Regions from separate parts of the Mus musculus genome. Here regions 1 and 3 are each linked to region 2. The links are chromatin contacts, called in public HiCAR-type and promoter capture Hi-C maps. All regions are on one chromosome and are shown on one strand. The core of a region is the stretch at or near the end of the contact, and the rest is flanking DNA. Distances in the headings are between cores, read along the strand shown.

Region 1 (2,700 bases), core at 79-2,578, 610 kb before region 2:
ATGCTGCTAGGAAGGGAGGGAGGGAGGGAGGGAAGGGAAGGGAAGGGAAGGGAAGGGAAGGGGAAAGGGAAAGGGGAAGGGGAAGGGGAAGGGGAAGGGGAAGGGGAAGGGGAGGGAAAGGGGAGGGAAAGGGAAAGGGGAGGGGAAAGAGGAATGCTGCAGACCCTCTGGGTCCCCTTGTCTGCTTGGACAGGTCTCTGGGTGCAGATGGGCAAGGAGTAGGCGGGAATGACACAGATGCACACAGAGAATCTGAATGTATTTTGTCAAGTCCAGCATCAAACTTTTTATACAGAAGAATAACAAGATACAATCCACCAAGTTACAGTGACACAATACAAAAGGAATGCGTACATCAAAAGAAGGACCAGGCCACTGCCACTAAGAAGGGAGACAGGTGTAAAGCTAGTCTATTGTTAAGCCCACCACCAGGGGTTCTACTTTAGCAGACCTTCTCATGAATACTGCAATACCACAACCCCCCTATTTCCTGGGCCCTGATAATTTCTTGTATGAGTTTAACTTTTAAGTGTCTGTGGAGAATCTCCATTTGTCAGAAGAATTAACCAACTTGCTTCTAATGTGCAATGTAGCCTGTACTGAAGATTTCTATCTCAGTGGGATTCCCTGGCTCTTTCATGGTAAACACTCTGCAGACCAGCCCTGAGCTGCTGGCTCTGTCTTTTGTAATGCTTAATTAGTTACTGAATAGGTAACTTCCTTCCTGCATTCCTACCGGATTCCAAGCTCGGTTAGGCTTCTGGAATATTGGAACACTGGTGGGAGGCTTTAGCTATGTCAGAATTCAATCTTAAAAGACACTTATAATAAAATAATACTAAAAGAGAGCACGTGGGTCCAAACACTAGACTAACTCAGGGATAGGGATAGGGTGTGAGTATACGGGTTAATGAGAACGCCAAAACTCCAGGAGGTGAGTTCCTTTTGAAACTTTATGCCTCGTGAGTGCTGCCAGGCTTCTCAGCCTGTCAAACAGACTTCACTGGAGTGTGCGTGGCAGGGAAAAGGGGAAAGGGAAGGAAGGGAGTTTTGACCTGAAAATTTAGACTGAAGGTGGCCATTTTTATTGCTGAAACCTATAGTCAGCTAATAAACTTTGATAATGGTTATTTTCTTAAGTTTGGTGAGTAAAGTTACATTGCTGCTATTAATGAAATTCCCTTTCTGGCATGAATGCATTGTGAAAAGGGTCCTGAATGTGGCCATCTATTGGTAGAATGAAAATACTCAGCCCCGTATATCAGTTTAGAGTCCTGTTTCTGAGACTGTTTCTTACCTTAGCTGTTTTTAGTTGATGAAAGTGAAGCCCTCCCTATCAGGTGAGCCCTGTCCCTCAGGCGGCAGCACCGTGCATCAGAACACAGCCTGCACTGCACTGTCCCAGGGAAGCACCACAAGGCTGCTGCTTCATGACCTAGCAGTTGTCCCACTGAGAAATTAACAGGCAGAGCAGGAGAGCCACTGTCCCCACTGGCTCCTGTGGTGGAGAGCGTATTTCAGGAACGTGCGTGACTAACTCTTCTGTTCCGCTTCAGCTTGCCAGTTCTGTCACTCCTTGGGATATCTTGCTGAGTTTAATTGCAGCCGCCACTCACGATCTGGATCACCCAGGTGTTAATCAGCCGTTTCTTATTAAAACCAACCATTATCTAGCAACTTTATACAAGGTCAGTACCGCTTCATTGGAAATTAATTTGGTTTGCTTTGTTGTTGCTTGTTTTTTAGTATGTGCTTAAAATCTCAGCACTAAGGAGAAAGACAAGAGGATCCCTTGAGCTTACTAGCTGACCTGCCTCGTCTAATCCATGAGGCTCAAGCCAGTGAGAGAGAGAGAGACCCTCTCAAAAAAACAGTGTGGATGACTCCTGAGGAACGAATCCAAGGTTGGCCTTTGGCCTCTACACACATGCATGGGTGCACGTTGCTCACTCCACAAATGCACTCACCCACCCACAAATAAACACACGCACAAATAAATTAACAATACTTTAGTGTTCTGTATTCTACACTATTTAATGTTTTGAGGAAATGAAAGGAGTCAAAGTAAATTTCCAATGAATGTTAATGCTTTAACCAAGCTAATTATTACTGACAAATGGTTCTTCGTGTGCAGAAATGACTGTTGGGTAACCAAGAGACCCTTTCTTGTAGAATTCCTCAGTCCTGGAGAATCACCACTGGAGATCTGCAGTGGGCTTGTTAAGAGAATCTGGTTTGTTCTCACACTTGCCATTGGAAAGCAGGTAAGGTGGCTTAAAACAAATGCATTGCCTATGGAAATAAAGTTACTAATTAAGATAAAAATATGTTATTCAGCTGCTCCATAGCTTCCCGTTTCATTAAACTAAACGTATCTTTTTAAAAATCAAGATTAGCTGGGCGTGGCACGCCTTTAATCCCAGCTCTTGGGAGGCAGAGGCAGGCAGATTTCTGAGTCGAGGCCAGCCTGGTCTACAGAGTGAGTTCCAGGACAGCCAGGGCTATACAGAGAAACCCTGTCTCGAGAAGCAAAACAAACAAACAACAACAACAACAAAATTATCAAAATTGTGGTGCTGGAGAAAGGGCTCAGCAGTTTAGAGTTTTTGCTGTTCTAGGAGAAGATCTGGGTTCAGTTCCCAGCTCCCACATGATAGCTCACAGATATCTACACATGGCACACATACATAAATGTGAGCC
Region 2 (2,700 bases), core at 124-2,623:
TCATTTAAAATAGTGGGTCCCTCCCGAGTTCTCAAAAACTAACATATTAATTCCCAAACAAACTTCTTTGTACCTAATGCTGACAGGCAGACAGGCGGTGGGGGTGGGGCGGGGCCTGTGAGAAGGGGAGCAAGGCCAGGGGACCGCTCTGCTGCACCAGCTTGGGTTCCCGGCCCCGGTGATGGAATTATTGTTTATTTTTTTAATTTTCCAAGGTAGGCCGATGACAGCTGAAGAAGACTGTATTTGCGGAGGAGCAGCATGAGGGTAGAGAGGAGCAGAGCTCCTGAGGGAAACCTAATAGTTCCTCTCCTTCCTGCACGGAGATAAAGACTTATAATCAGCGTCTATGTTCACCATCTGGCTCTGCGCATGTGGTCCGTATGGAGGAGAAAGCCGCACAATCTGTAAGTGATCAGGAGCCATGGCGCTCTCTCCAGAGAATCCACGATGCAATCAAGGTGACAGATGGCACGGCCACTGCTGTGGCCTCATGGAGAAGATCAAAATCACCTTCAATAAACTCTGACTGAAATGGGCATGAGCACCTCGAAAAAGTCAGTTTGTCAGTCAAACTGCGACAGCGCGCTGCACTGGGGAACCACAGCGGCCAGCTCTCTGTTTTCAATCGTTTCCGTCTGACTGGGCCTGAACTATGATCCTTCTCAAATTGTCCTTTCTGTTTAGCTGAAGCAGGCCAGCAAATTGCCAGATTCATTGCTTTATTGAAGAAAATTGAAAACACGATGTCCTCAATTCCGAGGACGCACAGCTGGCAGGTACCCGGGACACCCAAACGCAGGGAGAGTGGACCTGGTTTCTGCAGCCGGAGTTTGCCCAACTTTAGGCGGATATTTTTGAACGCAAATATAAAATGCAAATGTGTACGGGGCAGTGGTTATGTAAACGGTATTAAGTAACCAGTAAGTGTTGTAGAATGGAGACGTGGCTACAAAGAAAGGAAGAAAGGAAGAAAGGAAAGGGGGAAACTCCAGCAGGGAGTTGTCTCTGCGAGTTCAGAGCAGGTTTCTTTCTTGATAGAGCTAGTGTGTTTTCTTTCTGTATCTGTTTACTATGTGGAGGTTCCTTTGGGTTTGAGCACAAGGTTGAAGAAATGCAGAGATACTGTTTTGTTTTGAGCAAATCACAGGGAATCTGCAGGGGTCAGGAAGTTTAAACAAATTTCCGTTTCTCCTAACCCCAGAGGAAAAAAAATTAGAAGCCCCAACCGCTTATAAATGGAGGGAAATGAGGAACAGCTAACCTGCAGTGGGACTCAAATCCACTACCATCTTTTGAGAAGTAAGGACACTGATTTCAGGTCAGGGAGGGCGGGTCCTGATGAGAGCAGGCGCCCCTCTTCCTCCCTCCTGATCCCTTGGCACAGTTCCACTGTTGTTCTTCCTCCCAATCGCCAGGACCGGAGATTGAAAGCAAAACTAGACTTTTCCAATCTTCTTTCTCTAAAGTTTCCAGGATCTGTGTCTGGTCCTGGAGTTTTCTATTACAAGCTGGCTGAGGGAACTTACCCCTTCTAACTTTTCGTCCATTCTCTTTTTAAAAAGTTGTAACCTTCTAGTTAATGTTGCGGGCTTGCTTCATTTAAGATCCAAACCCTGCTCCTGCTTCATCCCCCACAATGTAAACTGTTTGACAGCTGAGAAATACTGAGTCACCCGGCCCTGGATTTCCATGGGAATTCTCTACTCTTATTATAGGTACAATTTGAATGCCAGGATTCTGGTGCAGTGATATAGAAATGCATCTAAAGGGGACTCATCCTTGATTTGTGTATGTGAAATTCAAGAAAACACGGGGAAAAGCTCCTATTTTGAGTGACAGGAAAGTCTTGCTCTTTGGGGGGAAGGACTGTGTTTTCACAGAGTATAAGAGTGGAGCTAACTTACTGCATATCAAAGGGAAGTGTGGTTTGTTAAGAACAAAAGACCCTTTGTGTTTTCTTGTTCTTTAGTAGGTAATACCTACTGAGTGCTGAGTACCCACTATGTGCAGGCTTTGCAGAATTGAGAAGATTCCCAGGGAGAAAATGTAGGTTTTAAAGCCCTCTTCGGGGCACAGAGCTCTCTGCCTGACCTTTCTCCCTTGACCTACCTCCTTGGGCAGTGGGGGGTGTTCTTGCATGACAACAGGGCTGGTGTTAGGCTGGTGGCTGCCTGCTGTTTTTACACAGGAAATGCTGTGTATTTTTTCTGTGGTCTTTGGCTTCCTGGAATAGCGACTGTTTAAAGACACATTCATCAGTGCTGCCACCAGGAGGGGTGGTAGGATGAGTCATCGCTCAGCAGCAGCTCCAGTTACTCAGGGAGAAAGAAATCTTTTGCTTCCTAACGGTGGCAGTTCTGAGTCTTTCTTTAAGAGATGGCCTACTGGACCATGACAGTATGGAAACATACTTCTAAAATGAGGTTTAGTAATTAGAGCTTGGCCCAAACTCAGATATTTATGCTCCAGTCATCTCTAGCATGGAATTTCTCTTGATCTGTGCCAGATACACAGCCATACACCATTAGTGTCCTTTAACTCTAAGTCCCAAACTAAAATCTTGCTTAGAGAAATTTCCTTGAGACAGTTTAAAACTCATGTTCATGAGCAGAGATGTCCTTAAAGTGCTGTATGTACTTGCTATATCCATCCATCCATCTCTGTATCTTCTGTAGGTGAGATTGGCAGGGATGGGAT
Region 3 (2,781 bases), core at 277-2,776, 560 kb before region 2:
TGACATCACTCTGCCAATCAGCCCTGCATCTGCGGATGCAGCAAGAAACTGCAACACACCACCATTATGGAGCACTTCTCTCCCTAGAGTCTGACAAATGCAGCTCAACTACGAAGACCAATACATGCATGTCATTAGCAAATAAATCTTAATCCCATGTCCTTTCACGTGCTTGCTTTCGTAGAACATCCTTTCGCCTAGGTCCACTTCAGCTACATGTTCCTTCACGTGTTTAGCCCAGCAGAACACCGTACAACACAGTTTCTAAAGAACCCTTAAGTTTCCTCTTCAGTTACTAGACTTGCATTTCAATTCAAAGATTAGGGTGTTGATAGAGAGTTAGCTGCACATCGTGACTGAGACTTTTCTTAGCTCGTAAGCATTTTATAGTCAAACTCGGTTGTATATAATCGCAAACCCATTTCTATTACCTTCTTTTTAAAAATAATTTTTACCTTTTAAATGATTTTTGTGTATGTACAATATATGTGATCAATATATGTGGACACAACTTACTTTCATGTAACAAGATAGTAAGTGTCACAACTTCCTTGACTAAGTCATTGTAATGTAAAACAACTACATACACTAGGAAAAGGTGACTGGAATCGGGCGTGGTGACTGAGGCAGGAGGTTTTAGGCAGCTCAACCTAATCTACATAGTGCATTCCACCCCAGCCTAGAGTAAGGAAGACAACTCTGTCTCAAAACCAAACCAAACAAAAAAGTGAACGCTAAATTACCAAGTATCATGAAATACTCCTTAATATTCTTTTCCGGATGTGGTGAAGCAAGCTTTAAATCCTGTAGTTGGGAGGTGGAGGGGGTAGGATCCGAACTTCTATTGACCATCCTCAAGCACAAAACGAGGTTTAAGCCAGAAGAGGTTACATCAGACCAATCACAAAACAAACCATCAGGCGGAAAGAAAGGTTTGGTTAAGTTTGACTTCAGATCTCAAAGTTTCTGTAGTCTGGCTACACGCAAACTGCGCACGCTTAGAAAGTTCAGAGCTGCCAGCCGACAATGACAGGAAAGTAGGTCCAGGTAGAACAGGCTGAACGCCGTGGGCCGCCCCGTTCAGCCCGGATCCAGCGAGGGCACAACGCCGACTGCGGGGGATGGGAGCCAGGCCGGCGGCCCGCGGAGCTCAGCAGGCCAGGCGCGGGCGAGCCGGAGGGCTGCTCTCTGCTCCGGGCTTCCGCGGCCTCCCTCCCGCTCGCCGGCCTCCCGCGCCGCGCCCCGTCCCCTCCCTTGTCCACAACACGGCCTCCCGCCACCGTTCAGCTCCGGGTGGTAGCCATTCCCCACCCCGCCAACCGCTTTTCTGTCCCGGGCCCCACTCACCTCGGCTGCGCAGCAGCCCTCACCTTCGCAGCTGCTCAGCCTTCCAGATTGGCTGTCCCAGGACCTTATGCCAATCAGCCAATCCCCGCCCCTGGCCCGGCCTAGGCTGACCAGTGAACGGCTCGCTGAGGCCCGGGGGCGGGCTCAGGAGAGGCCGGCGGAAGGCGTGTCTGCTCGCCGGCCACGCCGGCTACCTGTCCCGGGCTCTGTGCGCACGCGCGGTGCCCAGTAAGGGGCGTGTGCTTGCTAGTGTGCCGCGCTTTGTCTTGGGTGCTTCTGCCCCTGTTATTTTTGTTGGTAAACTTCGCCCCTTTTGGGTGTAGGAATACCCACATTCCGAGTGAAGTCTCAAATGTGTGCCCGCTGAAAGGAGCTAGGTCCTTAGCCTAGCCTAGCCTAGCCTGTGTCGAGCCCTTCTCAACCCACGCTCTGTGGGGACTTTGTCTGCCAGGGCGATCTGTTTCGGGCCTCAAATCCCGGACGTATGTTCTGGAGGAGTGGAAGGCGCGGCTCAGAGGGAGTGAAGACTTTTCCTGCCTTCAGTTCCCCCGCCTCAAAGTCTGCCTAATTGGTGTGCGTAGTTTTTAATGAAGGGTTATTCTAGATTTCAGATAACCTAGTCATGAAAATACGATCAGTCTGTGTCAAGTTAGCTATAAGCAGCACGGTGGTGTGTGTGGGTGCGATAAAACGTGAATATGGAGGGAAAGCCTATCAGTAATTCAAGAGGCCGCTCCTACCTGGGCGTGGCGGCTCCTGCTATGTAAAACGAGTAGTTTGAAGTTGGAGGCTGGAGGATCCAGAGTTGAAGACCAGCCTATGTCCAAAACAACCTGGAAGAGGGTGGAAGAGTTGAGGTGGGAAGTGGGCAGCAGCTGTTGCTACTTCGCCTTCTCTCTTACCCTCTCATTGGAGCGCTGGTGTTCTTACCCTGGATGGCCTAAATTCCTCCTGGCTACTGCTTTGGATTTCACCTAGAGCTTCAATTCAGTTACTCAGCAACGGCTCGTTGGGAGCCCATTATGACAGTACAAAGTTGGTGGGGTTTGTTTGTTTGTTTGTTTGTTTTTTAAGCCTTGAACCACACCCTGAGTAAGCCTACCAAAAGGCAGGGAGATCAAAACAAGGTTAATTAATATATGTGACCAAGTGTTATAACGTTTTAAGTACAAAAGGGCCTGACAGGCTGTGACCAAGGCTGGGAGAGAGAAGCCTGAGAGAGCAGTTCAGGGAGGGGTGCTTGGTCTGAAGGCTGATGAAAAGACAAAAGCTGCTGAAGTGAACTGGTAGGGACCACACACCAGGGCGACCATTCCAATGATACTTGTAGGATTTACTGCTAAGCTATTAGTTGCCTCAGGATCCCTGGTCACCAGCTGTGTGACCCACAGGTGACTCTCAGCTGCCTGCCACCACACAGGCCTATGTGATTGT

Evidence for each region. Promoter capture Hi-C pulls out the DNA fragments that hold promoters and counts their contacts. HiCAR-type assays count read pairs that join an accessible place to other places.
Region 1: a contact with region 2 is called in a HiCAR-type map of embryonic stem cells, with 2.6 times the contacts expected there. The contact joins two enhancer-like sites. A contact is called at or near these places in 3 of 115 datasets of contacts at active chromatin or transcription factors (astrocytes, embryonic stem cells and pancreatic cancer cells).
Region 3: a promoter capture Hi-C map of liver shows a contact between it and region 2, with 2.3 times the contacts expected there. The contact joins the promoter of Mtfr1 here to the enhancer-like site in region 2. A contact is called at or near these places in 8 of 39 promoter capture datasets (the 3T3-L1 cell line, the HPC-7 cell line, cranial neural crest and 4 more), 2 of 484 Hi-C or Micro-C datasets (both in embryonic stem cells) and 5 of 115 datasets of contacts at active chromatin or transcription factors (astrocytes, embryonic fibroblasts, embryonic forebrain and 2 more).

What each region holds. Positions count from the first base shown.
Region 1 is chr3:19,232,664-19,235,363 of GRCm38.p6, reverse strand. It overlaps Pde7a (phosphodiesterase 7A), which reads left to right. Exons shown (of 13, transcript NM_001122759.2): 8 at 1,557-1,688; 9 at 2,173-2,264. Among named protein-coding and RNA genes, the nearest start is that of Mtfr1, 46 kb to the right of the region's middle. Within about 2 kb of position 1,328, at least 24 of the 459 cell types and tissues checked have an H3K27ac peak or open chromatin away from gene starts, as enhancers often do. A contact at or near this core is called in embryonic stem cells, where this site is marked.
Region 2 is chr3:18,623,569-18,626,268 of GRCm38.p6, reverse strand. Gm30789 (predicted gene, 30789) reads left to right here. Exons shown (of 4, transcript NR_166210.1): 4 at 216-2,700. Among named protein-coding and RNA genes, the nearest start is that of Gm30723, 7.6 kb to the right of the region's middle. Within about 2 kb of position 1,373, at least 196 of the 459 cell types and tissues checked have an H3K27ac peak or open chromatin away from gene starts, as enhancers often do. A contact at or near this core is called in the HPC-7 cell line, astrocytes, embryonic fibroblasts and 5 more, where this site is marked.
Region 3 is chr3:19,186,855-19,189,635 of GRCm38.p6, reverse strand. It overlaps Mtfr1 (mitochondrial fission regulator 1), which reads right to left and starts at 1,526. Exons shown (of 8, transcript NM_026182.6): 1 at 1,348-1,526.